Regions from separate parts of the Anas platyrhynchos genome. Here region 1 is linked to region 2. A link is a contact called in public Hi-C data. All regions are on one chromosome and are shown on one strand. Each heading gives the region's core, a stretch centred on a gene start, on an enhancer-like site or on the middle of the called end of the contact. The rest is flanking DNA. Distances are from core to core; before and after follow the strand shown.

Evidence for each region. A called contact is a pair of places that touch in the nucleus more often than the background predicts.
Region 1: a Hi-C map of skeletal muscle shows a contact between it and region 2, with 3 times the contacts expected there. The contact joins the enhancer-like site here to the promoter of NQO2 in region 2. A contact is called at or near these places in 4 of 8 Hi-C or Micro-C datasets (F1 follicle, liver, skeletal muscle and 1 more).

The regions. Positions count from the first base shown.
Region 1 is chr2:78,242,911-78,248,539 of IASCAAS_PekinDuck_T2T, reverse strand. EXOC2 (exocyst complex component 2) reads left to right here. Exons shown (of 29, transcript XM_072034988.1): 17 at 2,215-2,336. Among named protein-coding and RNA genes, the nearest start is that of IRF4, 92 kb to the right of the region's middle. Within about 2 kb of position 2,914, at least 1 of the 8 cell types and tissues checked has an H3K27ac peak or open chromatin away from gene starts, as enhancers often do. A contact at or near this core is called in F1 follicle, where this site is marked.
Region 2 is chr2:78,057,691-78,062,782 of IASCAAS_PekinDuck_T2T, reverse strand. NQO2 (N-ribosyldihydronicotinamide:quinone dehydrogenase 2) reads left to right here and starts at 1,681. Exons shown (of 7, transcript XM_038174840.2): 1 at 1,681-1,766. The coding sequence starts at 1,753. LOC113842766 reads right to left here. Exons shown (of 5, transcript XM_072034985.1): 3 at 4,354-4,453.

The DNA.
Region 1 (5,629 bases), core at 1,665-4,164, 180 kb before region 2:
CACATGGATTTATTTTTTTTTTTCTGGATGGTTGAAGTTTATTACTCTGGCTGAAGTTTATGGAAAGCTTCCAGTTTAATAAGGAATGGACTTGGCATTGGATGAAAAATACATAAAGGGGTGAGGGAACAGGCTTCAGCATGCGTGTTGCCAATTTATGAAAAGTAATCCAATTACACTCAAATTATAAAAATCTAGTATTTACCACTTGCACTGGCTTGGCAATTTGACCAACAGATTGTCTGAAGGTTGGTTGTGTGTCAGAGTCCTGCCATCTGAGATATGATCCAGTATAAGGTTATAAGATATGTGAAGGCTCTTTTCTAGGTATTCTCATCATTCTTTCTGGCTACTGCCCTGGTAATGAGTACCAGAACTGAAATCTGGGAAACTGTCTCTTCTTCCCATTCTTTTCACCACCTCATGTTGTTAGTGCTCTTAACAGGAGTGAGCTAGGGCTTAATGCAAAGAAAGCAGTCAAAAGTAGAGAAGAGGGGCAATCTGGACAAGAGGGACTGAACATACCACGATATGGTACCAATCAGTGATGACCAAATCTTAAATTTTTGCAAGTACTGCAGGTCTTCGTTTCAAGCTCCGGCGTTCTTTGACAATCTAATTAATTCTTGCGACTCTCACCAGTAAAGAAGTTGGACTGCTCTCACGAATAGTCTACACATTACATATAAACTTTACTTGTCGCAAAGTTATATGATGACTTATGTCTTATTTTTGTAATTCCCAACATCTAGTCATCAAGAAGCACATGATGGGATTAGTCATTTCCCAAATTAGTGCTTGTATCTTAATTTTTCTATTTGTTTATATACATCAGAGAGCTTACAGTGAGGTGGTTACATGCTTTTTTGCCTTGTATCCCACTCTGTCATTGCCTGGTGTAAGCAGTAGGTTCCAAAGGATAAATGAGAGCTCAGCAATAAAGTGAAGCCATCTCCTGCAAGACTTTGGCCTCATTATAGGGATTAGAAAGATGTGTATGTTAGGATAAGTTGTGTGAGGTAAAGCTGTGCGCTCTTTTGGGAATGCAGTCGACTCCAAGTACAGGACTTTTATGCAGCCTGAAGTCACTTAAATTTCTCACAGATGGCTGTTTACGTCCTGTGTTTTCTGCATGACTGAGATAATGCAGATTTATGTAATCTATTGATTCAGTAGTTATGCTGAGCTGATAGCAGTCGGGATCTGAATAACATTTTTAGAGTTAAAACTGTGGAGTTGGAATGTAGTTAGCAATTAATGGTGCTGTTTTTATGGATTATGACCAACACCAGGAGTAAAAAAATAGAGTTTGCAGGTGGATGGCTAGAAGTGTTCCACTTATTACTCGAACGTATTTGTTTGTGCCTTCCTACTGCTGTTTTTTGGCAATTTCTGGTACCTGTGCTTTGCTCAGTATTAGCAGTACAGGAAACAGCAATGACTGCATTTGAATTGTCTTTGCTTATGTATTCAAGAGGATGGAAACAAACAATAAACCTCACTTTGTGCCCCTAACTAAAGTCTGACTAACAACAATCTTTTAGTCAAAAGCTGAAATGAAATTCCTTCTAAGCAGCTATTGTGTTGCTTTTTCTAAAGGGGAAAGTAGAAATGAATCTTTCCATCCTCTGCTACAAAACTTGGTGATTGAGCCCAGTCCCGGTTCAGAACAAAACAGTCAACAAATTCATTCATTGTTCAGCAGTAGCTGTATTTTTGGTCCCTTAAACATGTGTACCATTGTGATCTGCCACATGGCCACATAACTTTTTATTGCACCTTGTTGTTTAATACAGGTAGACGATGCCTCATAAACCCAGTTGTAGACCTAGGAGTTGATCTAGACATTCATATAAACACAGCAAAAGAGCTACCTCTGCTCCAGAAGGATTATTTTTAGATTATAAGATAAGATGGATGAAGGAAGGCAGGTAGGAAAGTGCAAGAGGACAGTGGGAAAAGTAGGCATGTTTGTATGATGACATTATTGTAACATTACAGGGGGAAAAAAAAAGTACGTATTTGCATGCTTCTGAATTAAGTAAAAAAGTAAACTTTTCTCACCAGGGTAACCAGTTGTCAAAGACTTACTGTGGATGGAGCTACTGTATTCACATATTGAGAAGATTTTACAAAAATTTAATGTAGTTTATCTGCTAAAAAAAACTTACACGGATTTAAAATTCAGTTGTTTATTTTTTTAATTCTTTTCAGGCTTAGTTCTGAGTCTCTTACTGCACTTGAGATACCCAATGATATGCTTCAGATCATCCAGGATCTTATTTTGGATCTTCGTGTACGTTGCATTATAGTGACCTTACAACATACAGCTGAAGGTAAGAAAAGGCTGCAGATCTTTCTGTTTTTGTTTGTTGTTTTGCTTTGTTTTTTCCTTTTTTTTTTTTTTTTTCTTTCTCTCATTTCTCTCCTCTTCTCTCCTTTCCTCTCTTTCCTCTCCAACTATGCCAAACCATGTTCTGGATGATAATGATGTTTAAGATATTGAAGGGGCAGTGGACTCCTCTGAGTTCTGTAGTATATCTCCCAAGAATTACTGAAACATTTCATGGTTCAGAGAACATTCTGTATTCTGAATCTTTTCTTCTCTTAATCGTAACTGTTACAGCAGTTTAGATCCATCTTCTCTTGGTTGAAACAGTGATTTATCTCATCATGTAGCTTTTCTTTTTTGAGTTCTTCTGTGAAGTGACGAATTAAATCGGCAATACCCCTCACACCAAAATCCCCAACACTTCACACCACCTCCCCAGAAACGCCAACAACCCTTTATGGAATATTTTAGTTGTGTGTTTTGTTTTATTTTGTTTTTCCAAGGCCTTTTGCTAACACTGTTATCCTTGTGCCTCCTTCTGTGTACATAGCTTTTCCCAAAAATGTCTGGATTGTAAAGGCCAATAGCACGTTCTCTAAACCTAACGTGATTCTATGTGCATCAGAGGCCATTCATCTTACCATATCCTGAAACTTGAATTTGAATGAAGTAAATCTTCCAGAAATAATTCTCCCTCTTAAAATTCAGGGAAGTTCAATAGTTCTATTTTTCCCCAAAAATACTAATTGGTCTCAATATAAATAAAAAAAAAGTGACTCTTTCAGTTTAATCATTTTTTAATCTTTGATATGATTCATCATTATTTTGTGGGCTGACATGAAGCTAAGTATTTTACTCAAGCCTTAAGTGTGTTAAATGTAGGTGGCTACATTAATTATGTTTTTAAACTTTCATTGACAACAAATGACAAAGTCTCTGTTGTTTATTTGATATAATGTCGATATGAATTCTATTCTTGTCTATTAATTCTTTGATTAAATCCCATTTCAGCATTAACATTAGTTTTCCTGCATTAATACCAAGCTTGTTGTCCATACAAGTGCAGAGATTGTCTTGTCTCTTTAAAACTCTGTACGAAAAGGATTTACCACAGCTTTTGCTTGATATATGAAGAAATCAGTTCTCTATAGTCTCTATTCACCTAGTTTCCCCAGTGTGGTACAGAGAACTCAGATATGTGATTAATCATGTAGCACTACGTCAAAAAGCCTGTTATCTTACTAGTTTTGCCTACTTATTGCATCATCAGAGTAGCCCAGTCCTTTGTTCAGATACAGTATTTCTGTTTATGTCCTGATTGCTGGCCACTTAACTTCAGTGGAGGAAAAATTCTAGCAGTAGTCTCTAACTTAGATTTTTGATAATGCAGATTCACCAATCTGTGTAGGAATGATTCTCTGTTTGGTCTAAACATCTTTATTCATCCTTCCGTGTCTTGAATTAAAAGAGATCAGATCCCTTAACATTTGGTATTTTATATTGGCTGGCTAATGTATCTTTTTTTATCTAGCCAATTATAACTGCCTTTCTTGATTGCTTCTTATATTCCCTGTTAGTGAAACAGTCCTATGCATTTGCCAGAGCATCAACCAGAGAAAGAGTGAAGATACATGCCTCTATTACAACTCTCATTTCATTTTGTTGCACTGGGTGACTTATCTACGGGTGCCTTCTTTTGTTCTTTACCAGTCTAGGCAAAATTGCTTATGTTAAGTGTGTTTAGATCATTTTTCTGAACAGGACTGGATTAATTGGGCCCTTGAAGAAACTGTTGTCTTTAGGGAACCAGCAAAAGAACAATTAATGGATATTTTCATGGAGCTATGTAAATGGATGTCAGATATATTTATATCTGTATTATATTAGTGAAAGAGGTTCCCACTGGACTTGAATCCCCCTCTATAATCTCTCTGAAATGTGAGCTCCGTAGACTGGCAATGTAAAGCTCAGTCTCATCTCTTACTACACGTTGTAAGTTGGTAGAGGCATTCAGATCAGTTAAAATTTTTAATAGAGCTCACTACCATTAGCTATTTAAATAGGACAAATCTGCCCACACACAGGTTTTTCTTGTTGTCTTCGGATAAATGCAGTGTACTCATGCTGGCCCTGAGAAAGACCTCTGTTCTTTCCGTCTTACTGCGTGATCACTGGTCATAAAGGTCATGAGAGCCAGAATACATGCATGTGACTGCCAGACCAGACAGGGGGTTTACATCAATGTATTTGACTGGAATTTGATGGAGGGTTTCAGTGAAATTAGTTTTTTGGGTTTTATTTATTTTGTTTTTTGGTTTGGTTTGTTTTTGGTTTTGTATTTGTGCTAGCTCAGAACAGGTTGCAAAAATGAACGGCCACAAAAGCATGCGGAGGCTGACCAGCACAATCTAAAGGCCTGCAAGAATATCAGTTCAATAAGAGATTTACTAAATAGGGAAATGAACAGAGTATTTATTCTGTGCAGTCCCCTAATAACTTTTTTCATCAATAAGACTGTTTCCATGAGATGTAGTATTGCAGGGTATAACACCGTGCTCAAGCTTTTTCATCTAGCTAATTAGAGCACCAAGAGTAATGTAGATACATTCAGCATGCGTTAGTTACCCTCTTTTCTTGGGCTCAAAGGAGAAATTCACCAAAATCATTTCCCATTTAAAAGGGAGTTTCATGATATACAGACAGTTCTGAAGAGCAATTTATGTAAGAGAATGTATGCCAAAGCCCCCATGAAGTGCGCACAGTTTATCTCATTCATGTTTGTCAATTAAGAAAAAAAGAAAAAAAGAAAAAGAAAAAAAAAAGTGTTGCTGAATAAGTGCATCCACAGAGGACTTTTGTTCACAGAACAACAGGTTTGGATTCACATCCTGTCTTGGCTCCTTCTTAGCTTCAGTAAACCTGTAGAAATTGAAACCTTTTGGGTAGTAGAAGATAGTTTTTTGCATATGCTTTCAAGCATTTTCATGAATGGTCCAGCACCATGGACTCTTAACACTAAGTGGTGTCTCTAAGCCTTCTTTATAGTTATTAATTATGAATTATATGCTGTCCTTTTTATCTTTTCTAAAATACTAAGCAGTTGGTCTTTCATTTTTAATTAAGAGCTGGAGTATAATAGATCAGTGACTTCAGTTCTTAAATGAATTATTTTATATTCTGATTAAGAACTTAGAAAATAAAAACAAACCCAGAGCCTTGACAATATTCCTTTAATATTAAGCTTTCCAGTAAAAGGTGGGCTTCATGCAACTCTTGCCATGTATCACAGATATGCTT
Region 2 (5,092 bases), core at 432-2,931:
GGACAATCCCTTCCCTTGACCAGCTAGTAATGTCATGCTTGGTGCACCTCAGGACACGGCTGACCCTTTTGGCTGCCAGGGCATGCTCCTGGCTCATATTCAACTTGCTATTGACCAGAATCCCCAGATCCCTTTCTGCGGAACTGCTCTCCAGCCTCTTGTCCCCCAGTCTGTTCATATAGCAGGGCTGCCCCTTCCCAGGCACAGAATCCAGCCCTTGCTCTTCTTACACTTCAAGCTGTTGGTGACTGCCCAGCCCTCTAATTTGTCAAGGTCTCTCTGCAAGGCCTCTCCACTCTCAAGGGAGTCAACTGTTACTCTTGACTTATTAACATTTGCAAACTTAGTTAATATGCATTCAAGTCCTGCATCCAGGTCATTTATACAAACACTGAAGAGAACTGGCCCTAAAATGGAGCCCCACAGAACCCCACTAGTGACTGGCCACCAGCCTCGTGTACCTCCATTTACTAGAGCCCTTTGGGCCCAACCTGTTAGCCAAATGTTCAGCCATTGCTTGCTTTGATGGCAGTTAACATCATTGGATGATATATTCGTGTACAGGAGACTCGATCCTATATTACAGCCTGATCCCAAGTCAATGGATAACTGGAAGGCAATAACCAAGCTAATGTCATGAGTACAACCTAATGAACCTTGCCAGGCCAGGCTCATGGCATGCTGAGCAAGTGAGTGCTCCCTCTCATTTTGCTGACTTTCTTCCCAGGTGCTTTGCAGCTCCATGGGAGGAATCGTCAGCAGATGTCTCAGCCAAATTCTCTGGCATGTAAGAGGAACCTGCAAAAATCCCTTTGGAAAGAATATACAAAATAAACTGCTTCTGAAATATGCTATGTCACACATCACTAGACTCACCTAAGGCAGCACCTTATGTAGCTGCTGATACCCAACTGGAGTTTATCAGCTTTGTAGAATTATGTTTACCCCTTACCCTAACAGACTTCAACCAGCAGCTATGCTCATTTTTCACCTCATTTCCCAAATCTAGAAAAGTATCAACTTCAATATGAAAAAAGAGTGTCATCTTGATGTGGAATGACTACAAAAATAGGTCTCCCAAGTTTTTAATTCATCAAAGAGCAGAATTGTTGGCGTCAAAAAATTACTCTCATTCTCCCCCCTTCTCCCCAGATTTGCAATTTGAGTCTGTGTTCAAATGAGTGTCTCAGGCCAGACTTCTGAATCAAAAAGTGCAGAAGAGATTACTAATTAAAAGTAGCACATTTATGTATCCTAGAAGTTGTACTTGTATGAATTATTCACCCAACTTCTTGGCAAAGATATTCCAGTAGAAGACGCAATTAAGTTGTAAATTGATAAAAGCATTAAATATATATTTAAAAGACCTCTAGTATATCTTAGTAATATTAAATATTTAACATCAGAAGGTTTAAAAACATCCTAAACAACATATCAGAATTGTTTCCTAGGACACTATTCCTGTTGCTGGTTCGTTTTTCATTTAGATATAGCGTAGAGTTTTTAGCCCAAGAAGTTACCATTTTCAATTTCTGTTACTCACTCCCAGACAAGAGAGACTGTGAAGAAAAACAGGTCACAGTACAAGGCTGTTAGTCATACAGTCCTCCTGCTTCCTTCCTTCCTGTTGCACAAACCTGTCAACTAAGGAGAGAGATCAATATGGGGCTGACTGTCTCCTTTTTACTACCTGACAAAACAAGCCTAGGAGTAACCACAGTGCTGGTGTGACGCGTATGGTGGTACAGACTGATGCGGGACAAACAGTAGGATATTACTACTCCATTTCTCTTCTTTTCCTTTTTCAGTGTAGAATTGTAATATTTGCTGGTTCAGAACTGCTGTATCAGGGGCTTTGTTCTTTGTAATATTCACAGAAAACTAATATTGAAGAGAATTTCTCTTACATGCTGATTTGTTAGTATTGTTTTTCCTTACTGCTTATTCTCACGGGTGACAAATGCTCTTAAAACGTTTCCTCTATAAGAGAACTTGTGTTGAAGATTAAAAACTTGATCTAGATGAAGGCTTCGCTTCGCTTTACTGGTCTGCTAAAAATGCAAACCCTTGCGCTAGGCACTAGAGGGCACAACTGATATCCTTCAGATACATGATATTTTTAAATCTTAATATATTATTCCAGAGACAGAACAATGTATACAATTAACTTGATATTAATCCTAGGAAAAGGTATACAGAAAGCTAAAGTCATTCCTGCAGAGTTGTCATATACAATATGATATTATGATATGATTATTCTAATTTGTTTAATTTCTAAGATAGATGACTGTACCTTACACCCTAAACAATGTTTTATAATTTGTACATAGAAAACACACCACACAAAACTATGATACTCGCATTCCCACATGAACTTAAACAACAGGTATTAAGGATCAGCAAAGAGTATCATATGCTAAAGTAGGGAAGAGAAAAACCCACGAATGCTAATCTAGCTCAGTAGCTGAAGTAACTGATCCATGTAAGTGCTGTTTGTGTTTGCAAAAACACCGGCATCTATTATGTTCTTGACTGTGTTAATGACTCAATGCACTGTTGGCTTGAAGCAACAAAGCTGATTATTTCAGAGTAGTTTAGTTCTTGAACTTGAAAGAGTTTAATTATAATATACAATAACATAATCTTAAAACGTAGATTTTAAAATCAGGCCATAAATGGACTTGGATGCAATAAAATGTGACGGTTATTTCTTCTTCTTTTGCATGTATCTCAAATGCATTTTCTTATCTTTATCCTATAATCAACTCAAAAATTTTCACTGCTCATAAGATATTAGAAGAGAATTTGAATAAAAGTAATAAATTGTTTTTAGATATGCAGGTGCTCTTTTTTGACCCATTCTACTTTGCCTTTTTTTTTTTTTTTTTGATCATTGATTGACAATCAACTTTTTAACTCCTTTTCTTACAGGATGCTACAGTAGGAAATATTATTTAGATATATTTGGGGAATATATATTTGTTCTTAGAGCAGTTTGACTCATGAAGTAGCACTGCAGACTTCCCTGTGTCACTATCTTAGCACGTCAGTGTTTTGACCCAGAAAACTCGTTTCATTTAAAAGTGTGCTCTGTTGGTGGCACGCCTGCTCGTAGCTCTGCCTAGTTCCTTCTCTCTGCAGCCACTTTGTTATCCACAGGTTTTTCAGTCTTACTTCTGCTTCTCCAGTACTTTGTTCACTATATAAACTTTGCTGGCACCACCACAGCAATAGGCACTAGACTCAGTCTAACCACTTCCCAGCAACTCTCTGTCTTATAGCTTCTGACTCATGCTATCCAACGTGTTATTTTATAACACTGTTCTTACAGCACCAAGTACCAGACAGTGATTAGCCTCAGTGCAATAGTGAAACACAAAAATCTCTCATCTCTTTACCCCTCAATGTTAGCTAGGTTTTATGCACTTGGAGAACCTGTTTTGTTTTGTTTTTTATATATATCCCTGACTACAGCTGTCACTCAAAAGGTTGCAGGAGTCCAGGTCTTCTGAAACTCACAGGGGAGGATTGTATTTATCTCCCTGTAGCCACCTAGAGGTTGGATGCCTGTGTAAGCCAAGCAGTGATTCTCTTTCTACTAGCATCAAAGATAAGTGAAAGGAGTTGCATCTGAAGGTGATGAATTCAACTACAGAGAGTTTAGAGAAGAAGTCCTAAATTTTACGTGGCTAAAACTAGGAAAGATGAATCCTACCTGCTTGCCTACCTATATGGAGAGCAGTTATGTGGGTTTAGGGTAGAGTGAGAAGAGAGAGGTAGACTGTAATCCCTTACATAGTAACATTTTCACCACTACAGCATCTTTGAAGTGGCTTCCTAAACCAATCACAGTACTTTAATGCCCTGTCACCGTTCAAAGGGACCATTACAGTTTCAGGACATTTAGTTACCTGAAGCGATATCCAATGGACAGTTATTTCAAGTCAGGAACTAGTTCTCTCCAGTTCCTAGCTGGGTAATATACATCTTATGACCAAGGGCATTTTTTATTAGTAAATTCAGTAACTTCAGAACAATATTATCAGTAGATATTTAGTATTGAAAACTGAATACAAAAGCTTCTCAGCAAAACAGAGATAATTTTAAAACAACTTGTACAAAGATGGAGCTTTGTTTGTGTGCAGAATATAGCTGTGTGTCTTAAAATTAGTGATTGCTCATGGGACATCACTGGTAACAATTCAAGAAATTATTAATGGCCTCATTAAGGAGAGCAGATGGTTTCAAAGAAGCATAAAACACTTGGGAACTAAACTGCAGGTAGAAATGTGCCCAAATACCATTTGCAGAATACCATTTGACAGCTCAAGGCTATCCAAATCATCACTCTACCTGTGAACTTCCGAAGGAAGAGGCGGAAAATAGTTTGTGGACAGCATGACCTTGTATCTCATCAAAGGAAAGGAAGAACGCAGTGGAATATGTCTCCATCCTAGGGAAGAAAATCTGGAATCAACTTCTGATGAAGAAAGTCATATGAATGATTCTTCCCTTTTTTAGTTATATGGCCCTTCCAATTTTGCAGGATACCTTTTATTTTTTTTTCCCTAGCAGATAAAATCAAATTGTCAAATCAGCCTCGTTACTGATTAACAGATTTTCTTAACCAATATTTGGCAAGGTTTGGCCTCTGAAAACCACCTACGTCCACACTGAGCTCTTGATTCCATCTCACTACTAATCTCCCTATAATTGATCATCTTCCTGCTGCAACTACTTTCCTGCCTTCCTCATACTTTCTATTTTCTATTTTCTTTATTTTAAAATATTTTAAAATTTTAAATATTTTAAAATATATTTTATATATTAAAATATTTTCTATTTTCTTTATTTTAAAATACTTTATTTTCAAATATTTTTTATCTCTCAGTCTTGCTTTGTGACATTATGGTTATTCATCTGAGTGATCTCCAAGCCTGTGGAGGAATTCCAATACAACAGCCCTAGAAGTACAACAACAGAATTATCTGAAAAGGGAAATAAAATATATTTTAAAATGAAATGGAAAAAGATAGGGTAAGTATTCAATGGAAGTTCTTGAATTAAGGCTACCTCCCCAAGATTTCCAGGT